Linked DNA regions of Zea mays: regions 1 and 3 are each linked to region 2. A link is a contact called in public Hi-C and HiChIP or PLAC-seq data. All regions are on one chromosome and are shown on one strand. Each heading gives the region's core, a stretch centred on a gene start, on an enhancer-like site or on the middle of the called end of the contact. The rest is flanking DNA. Distances are from core to core; before and after follow the strand shown.

What was found. Hi-C and Micro-C count contacts between places; a contact is called where the count stands out from the background. HiChIP or PLAC-seq counts read pairs in DNA pulled down with a chosen protein or histone mark.
Region 1: an H3K4me3 HiChIP or PLAC-seq map of leaf shows a contact between it and region 2, with 3 times the contacts expected there. The contact joins the promoter of LOC100272723 here to the promoter of LOC103649701 in region 2. A contact is called at or near these places in 3 of 25 Hi-C or Micro-C datasets (ear, leaf and root tip) and 1 of 3 datasets of contacts at active chromatin or transcription factors (leaf).
Region 3: a Hi-C map of leaf shows a contact between it and region 2, with 2.1 times the contacts expected there. The contact joins the promoter of LOC103649700 here to the promoter of LOC103649701 in region 2. A contact is called at or near these places in 4 of 25 Hi-C or Micro-C datasets (ear, leaf and tassel).

What each region holds. Positions count from the first base shown.
Region 1 is chr3:12,519,699-12,524,461 of Zm-B73-REFERENCE-NAM-5.0, forward strand. LOC100272723 reads left to right here and starts at 2,455. Exons shown (of 3, transcript NM_001147176.1): 1 at 2,455-2,867; 2 at 4,119-4,397. The coding sequence starts at 2,529. It overlaps LOC100281190, which reads left to right. Exons shown (of 2, transcript NM_001367876.1): 2 at 1-715. The coding sequence ends at 569.
Region 2 is chr3:12,720,329-12,724,795 of Zm-B73-REFERENCE-NAM-5.0, forward strand. It overlaps LOC103649701 (protein RST1), which reads left to right and starts at 2,703. Exons shown (of 24, transcript XM_008675433.2): 1 at 2,703-3,481; 2 at 4,168-4,251. The coding sequence starts at 2,813.
Region 3 is chr3:12,590,355-12,594,979 of Zm-B73-REFERENCE-NAM-5.0, forward strand. LOC103649700 (tryptophan aminotransferase-related protein 2-like) reads left to right here and starts at 1,323. Exons shown (of 5, transcript NM_001329389.1): 1 at 1,323-2,384; 2 at 2,833-3,148; 3 at 3,878-4,158; 4 at 4,261-4,568. The coding sequence starts at 1,864.

The sequences.
Region 1 (4,763 bases), core at 1,205-3,704, 200 kb before region 2:
TCGGCGCCTTCAACTGCCAGGGCGGCGGGTGGAGCCCCGAGGCGCGGCGGAACAAGTGCTTCTCGGAGTTCTCCGTGCCCCTGGCCGCGCGCGCCTCGCCGTCCGACGTCGAATGGAAGAGCGGCAAAGCGGGACCAGGCGTCAGCGTCAAGGGCGTCTCCCAGTTCGCCGTGTACGCGGTCGAGGCCAGGACGCTGCAGCTGCTGCGCCCCGACGAGGGCGTCGACCTCACGCTGCAGCCCTTCACCTACGAGCTCTTCGTCGTCGCCCCCGTGCGCGTCATCTCGCACGAGCGGGCCATCAAGTTCGCGCCCATCGGACTCGCCAACATGCTCAACACCGCCGGCGCCGTGCAGGCGTTCGAGGCCAAGAAAGATGCTAGCGGCGTCACGGCAGAGGTGTTCGTGAAGGGCGCAGGGGAGCTGGTGGCGTACTCGTCGGCGACGCCCAGGCTCTGCAAGGTGAACGGCGACGAGGCCGAGTTCACGTACAAGGACGGCGTGGTCACCGTCGACGTGCCGTGGTCGGGGTCGTCGTCGAAGCTGTGTCGCGTCCAGTACGTCTACTGAGCCGGACGGGCCGATGACTCTGCTCCCTGCTGGCCTGCTCAGGACGCAATAATCTAATGTTTAGAGCTTACCAAGTTTTACAGCTCTATCAGTTTACTTTTGTTTGTCTGCTCTTCGTTTTTTAAGAATTATTTCTATTGTGTGAATTAATGAGTGCTTTCCTTCTAGTTTTCTGATTACTCCTATTCGAGCACTCTGCGTGAACACTCTTTTGGGAGCAAATGAGGGGATAAAATCCTTTGCTATTTAAAATTAACATCAAAGAATTTTAGTCTCTCAAATCCCTCTCGTGTCCTTGCCAAACAAACTATTAGGATTAGTTTGGAACTCAAATTCTTTTGGGAATTGAAAGAAATTGACGTGGAAATAAACTAATTTCTTTTCTAATTCTCTTTCCAAACTAGTCTTAATATATATACGTGGTGTAGAGGGTAGTACCCGTATATGCGTTAGCATCAAAACTTCTGCGGATATAAGATGGCAAAACAGGAGGAATTCCTGAAACTTCTGGTTCCTAGCGCGAAGTAGCAACACTGGCAAATGAGAAAAATTGAAAATTAACATCCAATTCGCAAGCCTATCAAGATTAACCTGCATGTCAATAATTCACAATGTCATTGTGTAGGGGTGTAAATCTTAAAAGGCTGCAAATTAGGTGTCAAAACCGCACATCAAAATTGTAGTCTCAAAATTAGCGAAAACAAAACTTGAAATAACTTGCATATATTTCAAATATCCACCATATATTTCAAACAATCTACTCCCTCTCCTCCGTAGCTTCTATCTTAATTTTGCTCAATAATGTTAAACTCCTTTTTATTATGATTTGTTTTTCGCCATAAAATGGTGAAAGTATAGTGAGATATATAAGTGTACATTCGGGCCGTCCAGCCCGGCCCGATCCAAGCCCGAAAAAGCCTGTATTGTTTGAATTTCGGGTCGATCTGGGCCGGCCCACAGACCTAGCCCTCGGCCCGACACGTAATTGCTTAAACGTGCCGGGCTCATTTCGGGCGGCACGAAATTCAATTTCTGGTCCGAAATTCAGTTTTTTGCCCGAAATTCACGTCAGGGTCCGGAATTCACATCAGAGCCCTAAATTCAAAACAAATTTAATAAAACAAATAAAAGATAAGACAAATAAATTTGAACAAAAGCAAACTTAACATTTGTATTAAAGTTACCAGAGCTATGTAATGACTACCTCGTTTACAAATCATTTTATTAGAAGGAAAACGAGTATAATCAGCTCTATACAAAATTCGTAAGTTCAGTTTATTATCTAATGTTCATAACAAAAGTAAAATTACATCACATACTCTAATTCAAAGCTACAAAAAACATCTAGCTAGCATTATCTCTAGATTTGTGTTCTTTATCAAATACAAGAAAGTGTGAAATGAAGTGTGGTTTTAATAAATATATGAGCCTTTTCGTGTCTTTATATGAGTTATTTCGTGCCTGCCTTAAATGGGCCGTGCTCGTGCCCACCCATGGGCCGCGACCTCGACCTAAAATATTTCGGGTCATGCTGTGTCTGGGCTGTGTTTTTTTTTTCGTGCTTCGGACCGACCCAAATGTACATAGATATGAGGCAATCATTTGTAATTATTTTTCTTGCACTGAAAAAAGGGAGAAGCGAGAACTTTTCTCCATTACCTAGCAAAACAACAAGAAAAGAAAAGAATGGATAGAGGCAGGAGAAGGGGAACCCGACCTGGTAAAGTCTGGACCAGTAAAAATGAGAGCCCAGGTGTTAGCCCAAACTAGGCCCAAGCAATATGCGAATTGCAGAGCTGGAGGCCCGGAGCAACGCGAACCGACTCGCCGTCCCGTCCCGTCTCGCCTCGCTTGCTTGTCCCCATCCGGATTACTCTTCCGCTCCCTTCCCCTCCTCACCTCACCACCATCTCCAGCTCCATCCGCACCAACATCTCCACCAACCGACACGGCGAGGAGATGAACGCGTCGCAGTTCATGGACAAGCAGATCCTCGGCCTCGCCGCCTCCGCCTCCCCGTCCGGCGGCGGCGCGGGGGGCGGTGGGGGTGTGGATCTCAGCGATCTGATGATCCCGATCCCCCAGGAGGACGGCGAGGACCGTCTCCGTCGCCGGCGTAGCAGTAGCAGCGTCAACGGCACATCAGACGACATGCTACCCAGCTACGATTTCCAGCCGATCCGCACCGGCGGCGCCACCGCCGCCGCCCCCGTGTCTCAGGCCTCGTGGGGATCGCTCGACTCCAAGGCACCCTCCGCCTCTGCCTCTGCCTCCGCCGCCGCCTCATACAACCTCAAGGTATGACCTTCCACCCTGTGGTGGTACTCCCGCTAGATCTGCCGAGTCCCAATCTCGTAGTGCTCTGCGCCTCTGCCTATTTTCTGAGTCGAATGCGTCTCCGAACTTTTTTTTTTATCCTTGTAGGTCATCACTTCATCATGCGACTAGTTTAGTCAGAGAACTTTTAACTCGTAATCACTGTTGAGATTTGCAAATTTCAGTTAGTTACTGTTTTCTCCCATATGTTGATGTGTTCGTAATCGAAATGGGATGGATGGGCAGAGAAGACGGGCCATTTTTTGTAGCTGGTTTCAATTGAATGAGCATAGTCAACTGATAAGCTTTATTGCATGCAGCCCACACCAAAAGACTCTTGTGAAGTATTGTTTGAATGTTTATCTTTTTTTCCTCGAATGTCCAGGAGTACTGCGCATAACTAAATTAAGAAGATAAAAGGGCAAAATAGACCTGTACAAAAAACCACCAACCATAGGTGGTAACCTAGGTTGCAAGAGACTGTTTGTCTTGGATACTCCTAGAGATGTTCAGAGTAGCCCCATCAAAGACACAGGTGTTTCCACAGCCACTAGGACCACTTTAATGTCCGGAGTAGGCCACTAGAATGTTTATCTTTTGCTACACACTAATGTGTCGATGACTCTGTGCTAGCCTGTTAGATAAAGAATCTACAGACCCATATGGGAATTCAAATGTTCTTATATTGATTGTCTGGTAAATCAGCGCTGCCAAATTGTGCTCAGAGTTTGTTTCTGCCAGAAACTACACATTTTTGTGGATAGACCACTATAAGATATTGTACACGGACAGCTGATAGCATCACCCACTGTTCCCTATTTGAACTGAGCCTACCCGAGCTGTATATGTTTCACCTTTTCTCCCATCTAACAAGTTACCTATACTCTTCACTCTTTTTTCAGCCAAGTTCATTTACATAGTTAGCTATACTCTTCACCCCTCTGTCAGCCAAGTTTGATTGCATTGTATAATGCTTAATTAGTTACTACTGTGATTTAACTTTGTGAGTATCAGCTATCTATTGATATGTGCAAAACAGACATCCGTTTCAGGTTTGTTGGCTTGTAAAGTGAGGATCTATTTATATAATTGAAGCATGTGTGTGCACTGTGTTTCTTTGAAAGACCAACTTAACTGTTCATCATTGAGGGTTCAAAACTTCAAAGTGATGACATCATCACATCAATAGCATCTCCTTTATTATATACTTACAATCTTCCTTGTTCTGAATAGAGTGCTGGTATATTGGAGCCACATGTGCTGAAGAAAGTTAGTCATGAGGAAGACAGGAGTAACTTCCCTACAGTTACTATCGCAGATATTGATCGAACCATGAAGAAGTACTCTGATAACCTTTTGCATGCACTGGAAGGTGTAAGCTCAAGGCTTTCACAGATGGAGGGCAGAACACACCAACTAGAAAACTCTGTTGATGAGTTGAAGTTAACAATTGGTAACTATAATGGTAGCACTGATGGAAAACTCAGGCACCTTGAGAACATGCTCAGAGAGGTAGGTTACATGTGACTCTCCCTTCTTTAGTTTGCTAGTCTTTGCTCCATATGTGGTGGAAAAGACTCTGTAATGCAGTAGCAAACATTTATGCACTTCTGAGTGACCACATTTTATAGACCTATTTCATGTTACTGACTTACTGTTTTTATTCATACCATATTTTATAGATAATGTTTTCCATTCAAATGGAGGATTTACAACGTTTCATGTTTATTGCCGGCTTGCCACAAAATGTTATATCATCATTTATTGATTGTAGCAGCACATAGGATAAAACAAGATAGTTCATATATGTTTGATTTGCTATTTTGGTAGATGTTCTCAGTCTCTTGTTCATTTTTGGTAGTACATAGACCTGGATGT
Region 2 (4,467 bases), core at 1,453-3,952:
TTGGAATATAAAGAATTCAAAACAATAGATCACCTTTTTAACCATAAATGATGTTTCTTTGATATTAAGGGCATTCTATTCGCACGAGAGGGTATTAGAGTACAACTAGTGGATGAAAACTTTATTGGGCTAGCTAATGACCCTTTGTGATACCAAGTTTCCCATAATCCCCTCTATTCAAGCCATACCTAGACAATGTTTATGTCTTCTCAAGTAAAACACCACACATCATTCTGTTACATCGTTTCTCAAAATAAAATAAAGACGTTGGAATATTTAGCCAAATTTCGTGAGAGAGCTATCCAAACATAGGTTACTGTTGGAAGGCACATTTTTTCACCATAGAGTTGCTAAAAAGTTGGAATATAAAGAATTCAAAACAATAGATCACCTTTTAGACCAGAAAATGTATTTTTATGTAATTAAGGGCATTGTATTCACACGAGAGGGTATTAAAGTACAACTAGTGGATGAAAACGTTATTGGGCTAGGTAATGACCTTTTGTGATACTAAGTTTCTCATAATCCCCTCTATTCAAGCCATACCTAGACAATGTTTATGTCCTCTCAAGTAAAACATCACATCATTATGCGACATCGTTTCTCAAACTAAAATAAAGACAATGTAATATTTAGCCAAAATTCATGAGAGAGCTGTCCAAACACAGGTTACGGTTGTAAGGCACCTTTTTCCACCATATTGTTGCTAAAAAGTTGGAATATAAAGAATTCAAAAACAATAGATCACCTTTTAAAGCACAAATGATGTTTCTTTGATGTCGAGGGCATCCAGGAGAGCTTTTTGGAGAAATCACCTGTGCGTGGACCGTTAGGTCCCTTCCGACGGACCATCCGCGACACCTCGATACATCATGGATAGGAACTATGTTGAAACCACATTTCTACTATGGACTGTCCGAATGAGAGAAGAGCACCGTCCGAGACCAAGCACGGACCGTCTGGCCCTCAGACGTGGATGGTACGCCGATTGAAAACCTGAAAAACCCAAAGATGCCGGGTTCAGTAAAATTCATTTTTAGCGTCGTCGCGGGCCGTCCGAGGTGCACGTCCGCGACTGCTTTATCTGATATCTCACGACACATTTAATGCACCTATAGCCGTTGTTATGGTCGTTATTGCTAACCGTTGCAATTTCTACCATTGATGTGCAGGGGCAGTCCGTCCAGGCCAGGAGCGTAGACCGTCCGCGGTTGGTAGAAAGTGGGCAACGACTGGGAAGTGCTTGGTGGTTATAAATTTAATCCCACCCCCTCCATTCAATCCATCCAAGCATTCCATTCATTCACATTCAATACAAGAGCAAGCACATCACTCCAAGACACATTCAAAGCTCCCAAGCTCCTCCAAGTGCCATAATCATGACTAGTGATCATTATTGATTAGTGCCTTGGAAAGTTTAGAGAGAGTGTGATATTGTGTTTTTCTTGTTGTTCTTGTTGCTTGACTTTGTTGATCATGCTTTCTTCCTCTCCTTCTAAACTCTTAGTGACTTGTAAAGCTAGCAAGGGACACCTAATTGTGTGTTGATCCTTATGGGGTCTTAGTGACCCTCGAGATTAAGGAGAAACAATCAACCGGTCTAAGACTCTAAGTTATCGCTTGAGAGAGTTAAAGGGTTAAAAAAGACCCGACCTATGTGGCCTCCTCAACGAGAGTAGGTTCTTTAGAACCGAACCTCGAGAAACAAATCACCCGTGTCTTTGTGTTAATCTTGCATTACGATTTGATTCTTCCTCTCCCCTTTTTCTCTCTACGTTCTCTTACTTATCGTTTCGAGTTAGCTCCCAAACGTTATCCGCATTAATTGAGCAACTCATGGTAAGAAGAACTATCTTTCGCACACCGATTTCATTATTACTTGTTCTAACGCTAACTTCGGTTAAAGTTCGTGTTCAAAAATGATAATATTCAGGTTTCGCTTATTCACCCTCCTCTAGACGAACATAAAGAAATTAATAATGCACAAATTGCCTCAGAAATTTATATTTTTTTACGGAGACGCAAGATATGTACACATATAATCTTAAAAAAAATGTTTGGACTCAAGGTGTGGTTAAATGATTACAACAACTGTGTGGCTAGGTGATCACAACAACCGTGATATGTGTGGAATGATGTCCTACACGGTATCCGACAAAAAAATTCGTTACCGATGGTATCCGTCCGACACGCGACTATCCATATTTGCAGTTGAGAACATTTGTATTTGTATTCGTATTCGAAGCTATTCGTATTTGATTTTGAATCCGAATAAAAAATGAAAATAAATATGATTTCAATAATACCTGTCTATATTAAATCCATTTACATCCAAACCTGATGCATTACTCTTAGGGGTGTTTGATTCCCTACACTAAAGTTTAATACATATCACATCAGATATTTTAATGGCTACTACGAGTATTAAACATAGTCTAAATATAAAATTAATTACACAGTTGAAGACTTAATGACAAGACAAATTTATTAAACATAATTACTGTATAATTAACAAATATTTACTATAGCATGATTCTTCTTATTGTTTAGTCTTCATTTATAAAATAGTTTTATAATAATTAAACTATATTTAATATTTTTAACTGGGCTTTAAACATCTTATGTCATAGAGACTATAATAAAGAGAAGCCATCTTATGTCATAGAGACTATAATAAAGAGAAGCCAACGGAGCCTTAGGCTAGAGGTGTTGGGCTGGGATGAAACGGACTCCCAAACAGGCCCAACGCTAAAAAAACCACCCCCAGCTCCGTTCTCTTCCAAGTGGCCAGTGCCGTCTCCGGCCACCGCCCATGGCTATGCCTTCCTCCACCACGGCGGCGCTCTCCCGCCTCGTCGACCGCACCCGGGTTCCGGACCCCACACTGCAACGCCATGCGGTTGGGGCCGTCTTCCGCCACCTCCTCTCCCTCCCCGCGCCCCTCCCAGCGGCCGCCCACGACGCCACCTCAGCCCTCCTCGCTTCGCCCCACCCTGCAGTCGCCGCGCACGCTGCGGCCTCCATCGCCCGTCTCACCGCCACCCGCCCCGATCTCCTCCCCTCGGATGTCGCCCTCCCGCTCCTCATCGCGCCCCTCGCGGCCTCACCGTCCCCCCTGCTCGCCTCCTGCCTCGTCAAGGCAGTCTCCGCGCTCGCAACCTGCGCCCTCCGCTCCGGCTCTCGCTTCCCGGCCCACGACCACCCCTTCATCCAGGCGCTCGCGTCGGGGGCTGACGGCGCTCGAGCGGAGCTGATGCGGCAGGCAGCCGGGATGGTTGCCGACCGGGTGGATTGGGTGGTCAAGTTTCTGAGGCCGTTCGTGATGTTCTCCGTGGTGAGGAAGGGGGACGCCGCATTTGCCAGGGATTTGATCGGTGCATTGGCCGCAGCAGCCGTGGCAGCAGGGAAGGCTAGTGTCGCGATCCCGGTTCTGAAGATGCTCCAAGACAGCATGCTGCATTTCGGCCGCGGGGACGATCAGGTATTTGTGTGGTCTCGAGGATTATATACTTTCTTACTCCCAGTGATGCTGTAGTTAGCAATTCTGCGAGCTGTTGTGCAAATAGGAGCTCACCAATGTGTACTGTGATGTTTTGGTCTAATGTGAAAGGGCCTCTAGTCGAGTTGGTTAGGTGGTCTGACTAGTGATCCTCAAGTCTTGGGTTTGACTCCCATATGAGCGAATTTCAGGCCGTGGTTAAAAAAAATCCCCTCCTCTGTCTCATACCAAAGCACAGATCTAAGACCTGGATCCGGTCGCATTCATTTTAATATGGGCTACGGTGCCGCTGTGTATGGGTGAGACAAAGGTTCGAGGGTTTTCTCGACCTGCGTGAGAAAAGTCTTCTTTTTAATATAATGCTATGGGGGCGGTCTTATCCGCAGGTCGAGTTTTTTTTGTTGTTGATGTTTTGGACTAATTCTGATAGCAGTTTTGGTGTGCATTCCATCATGGAAGTGATGACTTCATCAGTGATTCCACTGTTATTGTCTAGTCCGGATTGGTTCATAGATCACATTGTAACAAAAAAGGTAGGGAAAAATTGTAGGTTTGAGATGCTCGTACTATATATGTCATATCTGGAGATGTGCTACATTGCAGTATGCTGTTCGCAATAATTATCTTCATATGAGTTTTTTTAATTACTTATTCTTTCTTTTCTTCAGGAAGTGCGGCTATGGCTTAGTTCCGCAGAGTGTTTGGTTGATGCTTATGTCGTGCTACTGAGGAAGTTAGCTCATGGTCAAATGGTACCAGTCTTCCTTTTGCTTAATTTGTGCAATGAAATATTAGAGTTACTAATGGCTGCAAATTAACCAATGAGATGTTCGGATGGCCTCTACACTAGGTTATTCTACTTATTAAGATAAGACTAGAAAATTTGTTTATGCTCTTAATAGAGATGATATCTGCTGGTCTCTAGAACATTTTAAATGGATTGAGGATGGTCATTAGTGGAATCTTTA
Region 3 (4,625 bases), core at 73-2,572, 130 kb before region 2:
TCTGCCCTGCTGGTACGTAGCAGATCTACAAGAACAACAGTTCCTATGAGCTAACACATATGATGCAATGAAGAGACGACCAAGAACCAACAGAAAAGAAATTAGCATCAGAAGAAAGGAACGGACGATGAGAACGACGGAGTCGAGGAGGAGAAAGGCGCTTCCGCCGGGTACCAGGCCGACGGAAAGAGAAATACACCAGCGTAGGGGCTCCATATATGTAGCAGAAAGCTGCGGGATGGGCGCTATGGTGAAGGACACGAGAACAGTGAGGCTGCGCTGTTGATAAAGCACAGGCGACGGGACGGAAGAACAGCGAAGGGGCTCCCCTCACCTAACGTCATGGGCAGATGCACCGGAGCACAGCGACGCGTGACGACCTCGACAGGAGATTTACAGGGGCGCAATGGTCTCGCTAACGGCGATTTTTGAAAATCGTAGATCTACAGTATCCAACGAGCTGTACCCGGTGCGTGCGCTTTTGGAGAAGGCGAGGCGGCGCACTCACCTGGCTAACGGCGAAGCGCCGGCCGCAAGCCCCCGCCGTCCTTGGCCCGTGCCGCTCCGTCGCAGATCCGGTCGCCGCGCCGTTCGTGGAAGACCCGGTCGGAGCCGCCCAGGTCGCGACACGACTCCCGGGGCAGGCGTGGACGAAGCCAGCTCCTCTCCCGCAGGCACGACGGCGGTCCTCAGGCGCGGACGCCGGCGCGTCGCCGTGGGAGGCCGTGTCGCAGAGGCCCAGGTCCGAGCCGTCCATGTCGCGGTACGCGGCGTTGAGGCGGATGCGACGCGCTGGATTGCTCATGAGCAGTGTTTGTGGCCACGGCGGATGCGACGCGCTGGATTGCTCACGAGCAGTGTTTGTGCCCACGCGTCAAACGTGCAACGGTTGAAGAGCCCTGAATCGCGGAGAGGGCTTGAATCCCGTGTGCCTTTTAACTAAAAGAAATGAGCATGTGGGCTAAACCTATGAGAGAACCGGTCAGTGTTTCTTGCGCGCGGCTTAACTATCCGTGAGCCGGCTGAGCCGATGGGCGCTCAGCGGACAGGAATGTGGCAAGCTGGAGATCACCTTTCTTGGTTCCTGTCTGCTTTCGGTTGTCCACACTCCACAGTGCTGTAGACAGTAGTCGTGCGACTCGTGCTGCGTGCCTAGCACTAGCGGCGTAGTAGTGGGTGACTTGATCCGATCATGCGAAGGGCAGAAAGAATATATTGCGTCCGGGAGATCCATGGTGGGTCGACCTCGACCCTATAAAAAGCGCATCACTTCACTGCCCTCCCCTTCTCCTAGCTGATCCCTGCTGCAGCACTAAAGCTTAGCTTTGAGAGCTTCTCCCTTGTTTGCAGCGTTGCTAAGTGCTAACACCCTTCTCTCTCCCCTCCTGTCTGCTCTTCCTGTCGGTGCCCACTGCTGCTGTTCAGCTGATACAGTCTTAAGCTCAGTTACTGCCGCCGGTTTCCAGCAAAGGCTCTCGCAGCGCACTTGTGCCTGAACCTTCAGGCCTGTGGCAGGAGAGTGTGGGGAAGCAGCACAAGAAGAAACAGTGGAATCAGAGGGGAAGCAAAGCTCCAAGAGGGGGAGCCGTCTTCAGCCCGCTCCCAGCAGCCTCGCTCGCGGTCGTCCGCCGCTCGATCGAGCTCGCAACCGGCGGCCAGCCTCCTCCTCCTTTGGCAAGAAGGATTTCCACCTTTTTTTTTCTTTTTGCAAAAGAGCCTTTTTTCCCCTCCTTTTCTTCCGTTTGCTTCCCCCAACAAGCTGGGAGCTAGCTAGCGGCCAACAAGCCGAGTTCCGAGCCAGCAGGCTGTAGACCTTGGCAGCAAGCGCGCGATCTCTCTCTCTCTCTCACTCTTTCTCTAGGCATGCCTTCGGCGGCATTACACCTTGGCACGTCGGTGGAGGCCGGCGGCGGCTTCCAAGGCACCGGTGCCATGGCGCCGTCCGCGCGCCTCCTCACCCCCAAAGGCGCCGGCGCTGCGGCCGGGCCCGCGCAGGCGCAGAGTCGTCGGGAGGAAACGGCCAACGGCGGGGGCGCTGGCCCTGACCTTGCCGCACTCCGGCCCACCACCACCACCAACAGGCCGCGCGGGAAAGCCCAGGCCGGGAAGCCCAGCAGGCGGGCGCCGATCTGGAACCTGAAGGCCGCCGTCTTCGCCTCCGTCGTCCTCAACGTAGGCCTCCTCGTCCAGCACTACGTCAGTAGCACGGCTCCGTCGCACCACCACCACCGCCAGGGGCATCAGGCCTGCCCGATGCATCTAGATGCTGGCGCCAGCCGCGACAGAAGGGGGAGGCAGGAGGATCCGCTGTCCGTGCCCAAGGCCGGGGCGCCGTCGACGGGCAAGCCGGCGGTGACGCCGGACTCGGTGATCAATCTCGATCAGTGAGTACTCAGTACTCAGTTCAAAGCTTTCCTGCTTTTCTTGCTGCCGCGCGCGTTTGCATGCCAGCTCGTTTGTTCCCCAGGTCAGTGCTTCTGCTTCACTAATCACTATCCATCTCATTCCAAATGGGATCCAACATCCTGTTAATTTAATACAACGCTCGAGTCTCCACCCCCTACTGTATTTGCAATCCGCGGCTGCGCCTTGCAAATGGGAGGTGTTCGGTGTTCTCGCCCCACGAGGACCCAGGACCCCCACCCCACGGGTGGGGCCGGGCGCATGCATGTCCCTGTGCAATGTTATTGGTGTCAATGGAGAATGAACTCCGGCGCGCGGATCATGTTTGCTGGCGATTCATGCACCTTGATGCTTCGTTTCAATTGTAGTATCAGAGTCACCACTGATATACTATAGTATGGCTTTTGACATTCGGCTTGTCGGGTGCAGCGGCGACCCAACCATGTTCGAGGAGTTCTGGCGGGGGACGGGGGCCGCCGCCGAGATCGTCATCCCGGGGTGGCAGACCATGAGCTACTTCTCCGACGTGGGCAACGTGTGCTGGTTCCTGGAGCCGGGCCTGGACCAGGAGGTGCGGCGGGTGCACCGGCTGGTCGGCAACGCCGCCGTGGACGGGTACCACGTCGTCGTCGGCACCGGCTCCACGCAGCTCTTCATGGCCGCGCTGTACGCGCTGTCGCCGCCCGCGGGAGCCGGCGCCGGCGCTGCGCCCATGAGCGTGGTGTCCACGGCGCCCTACTACTCGGTAAGTTTTTTCCCACCCAGTCCCATGAGCGGAGGCCCGCGCGTGCGTGGTCCAGAGTCCAGACCAGCGGCCTCTGTCGCACGCTGTGGCGCGTGGGTTTGCTGATGCATGGTATGGTCGCGTGGCAATGATGAGGAGATGAGGGGGACACCGATGGCGCCACTCATCTTTGTTTCCTCCCCCTTGTCCCAGACACTACTCCTGAGTGAGTCCTGACTGACATTACTGTGCTCGTCCGGCCCCCGGCCCCGAGAGGGATGGTCATCGATCTCTTCTCTCGCCGCCGTAGGGCCGGCAATTACTGCGCTGCGATCGGCGATCTGATTTGTGGGTAGCCGACATGTCTCTTTAAACAATGATCCATCCATCATTAGCAGCTCCCCTTCTAGAATCTCGGTATGTACTTGTGGTTAGGACGACGTTAGGTCAGCATTATGCTTGTGCATGTTAGGCGGCAGGCGTGTCCTTCAAAACTGAGCTCCACTGCTCCATGTGCACGGCCGGCGCCGGCAGGAATCGCCACCTGCCGGACTGTGCACCGGCACGACGGCGCCTATATATGTATATGCGATTTCCGAAATATTAGTATGTTCATGTGCCTCTGATAATAATAATAATAATAATAACAAGGGATGTCATAACAAAACAAAAGGTGTCCGGCCGGTAGCGAGTCAATGCACTGACCTGACCTCTGATCTGATCTGTGCGCTGTGCACCGTTGCGTTGCAGTCCTACCCTGCCGTCACGGATTTCCTCCGGTCGGGGCTCTTCCGCTGGGCCGGCGACGCCAGCTCGTTCAGGGGCGACACCTACATCGAGCTGGTGTGCTCGCCGAACAACCCCGACGGCGCCATCCGCGAGGCCGTCCTGTCCTCCGCCGGCTCCGGCGTGGCGGTCCACGACCTGGCGTACTACTGGCCGCAGTACACAGCCATCACCAAACGGGCCGACCACGACGTCATGCTCTTCACCGTGTCCAAGAGCACAGGCCACGCCGGGACGCGGATCGGGTGGGTAATCAAGTCCGATCCATCTAGCCGCGCTGCAGGATTGAGGAGTACATGAATATATGCAACGGCAACGGCTGATGTGTTCGACGTTTCCGCGTGCAGGTGGGCGCTGGTGAAGGACCGCGACGTCGCGAGGAAGATGGCCAAGTTCATCGAGCTCAACACGATCGGCGTCTCCAAGGACTCGCAGCTGCGCGCCGCCAAGGTCCTCAGGGCGGTCTCCGACGCCTACGAGCTCCCGGAGGCGGGAGATGCCCGCCGCCGCCGCCTGTTCGACTACGGCCGGCGCAAGATGGTGGAGCGCTGGCGCATGCTGCGTGGAGCGGCCGCCGCCTCCGGCATCTTCAGCCTGTCCGAGGAGACCTCGGCCTTGTGCAACTTCACCAAAGAGATGGCGGTCACTAACCCTGGTATGTGGATGTGATGCAATGTAATCTAACGTACCGCATCCATGTCTCTGAACCGCG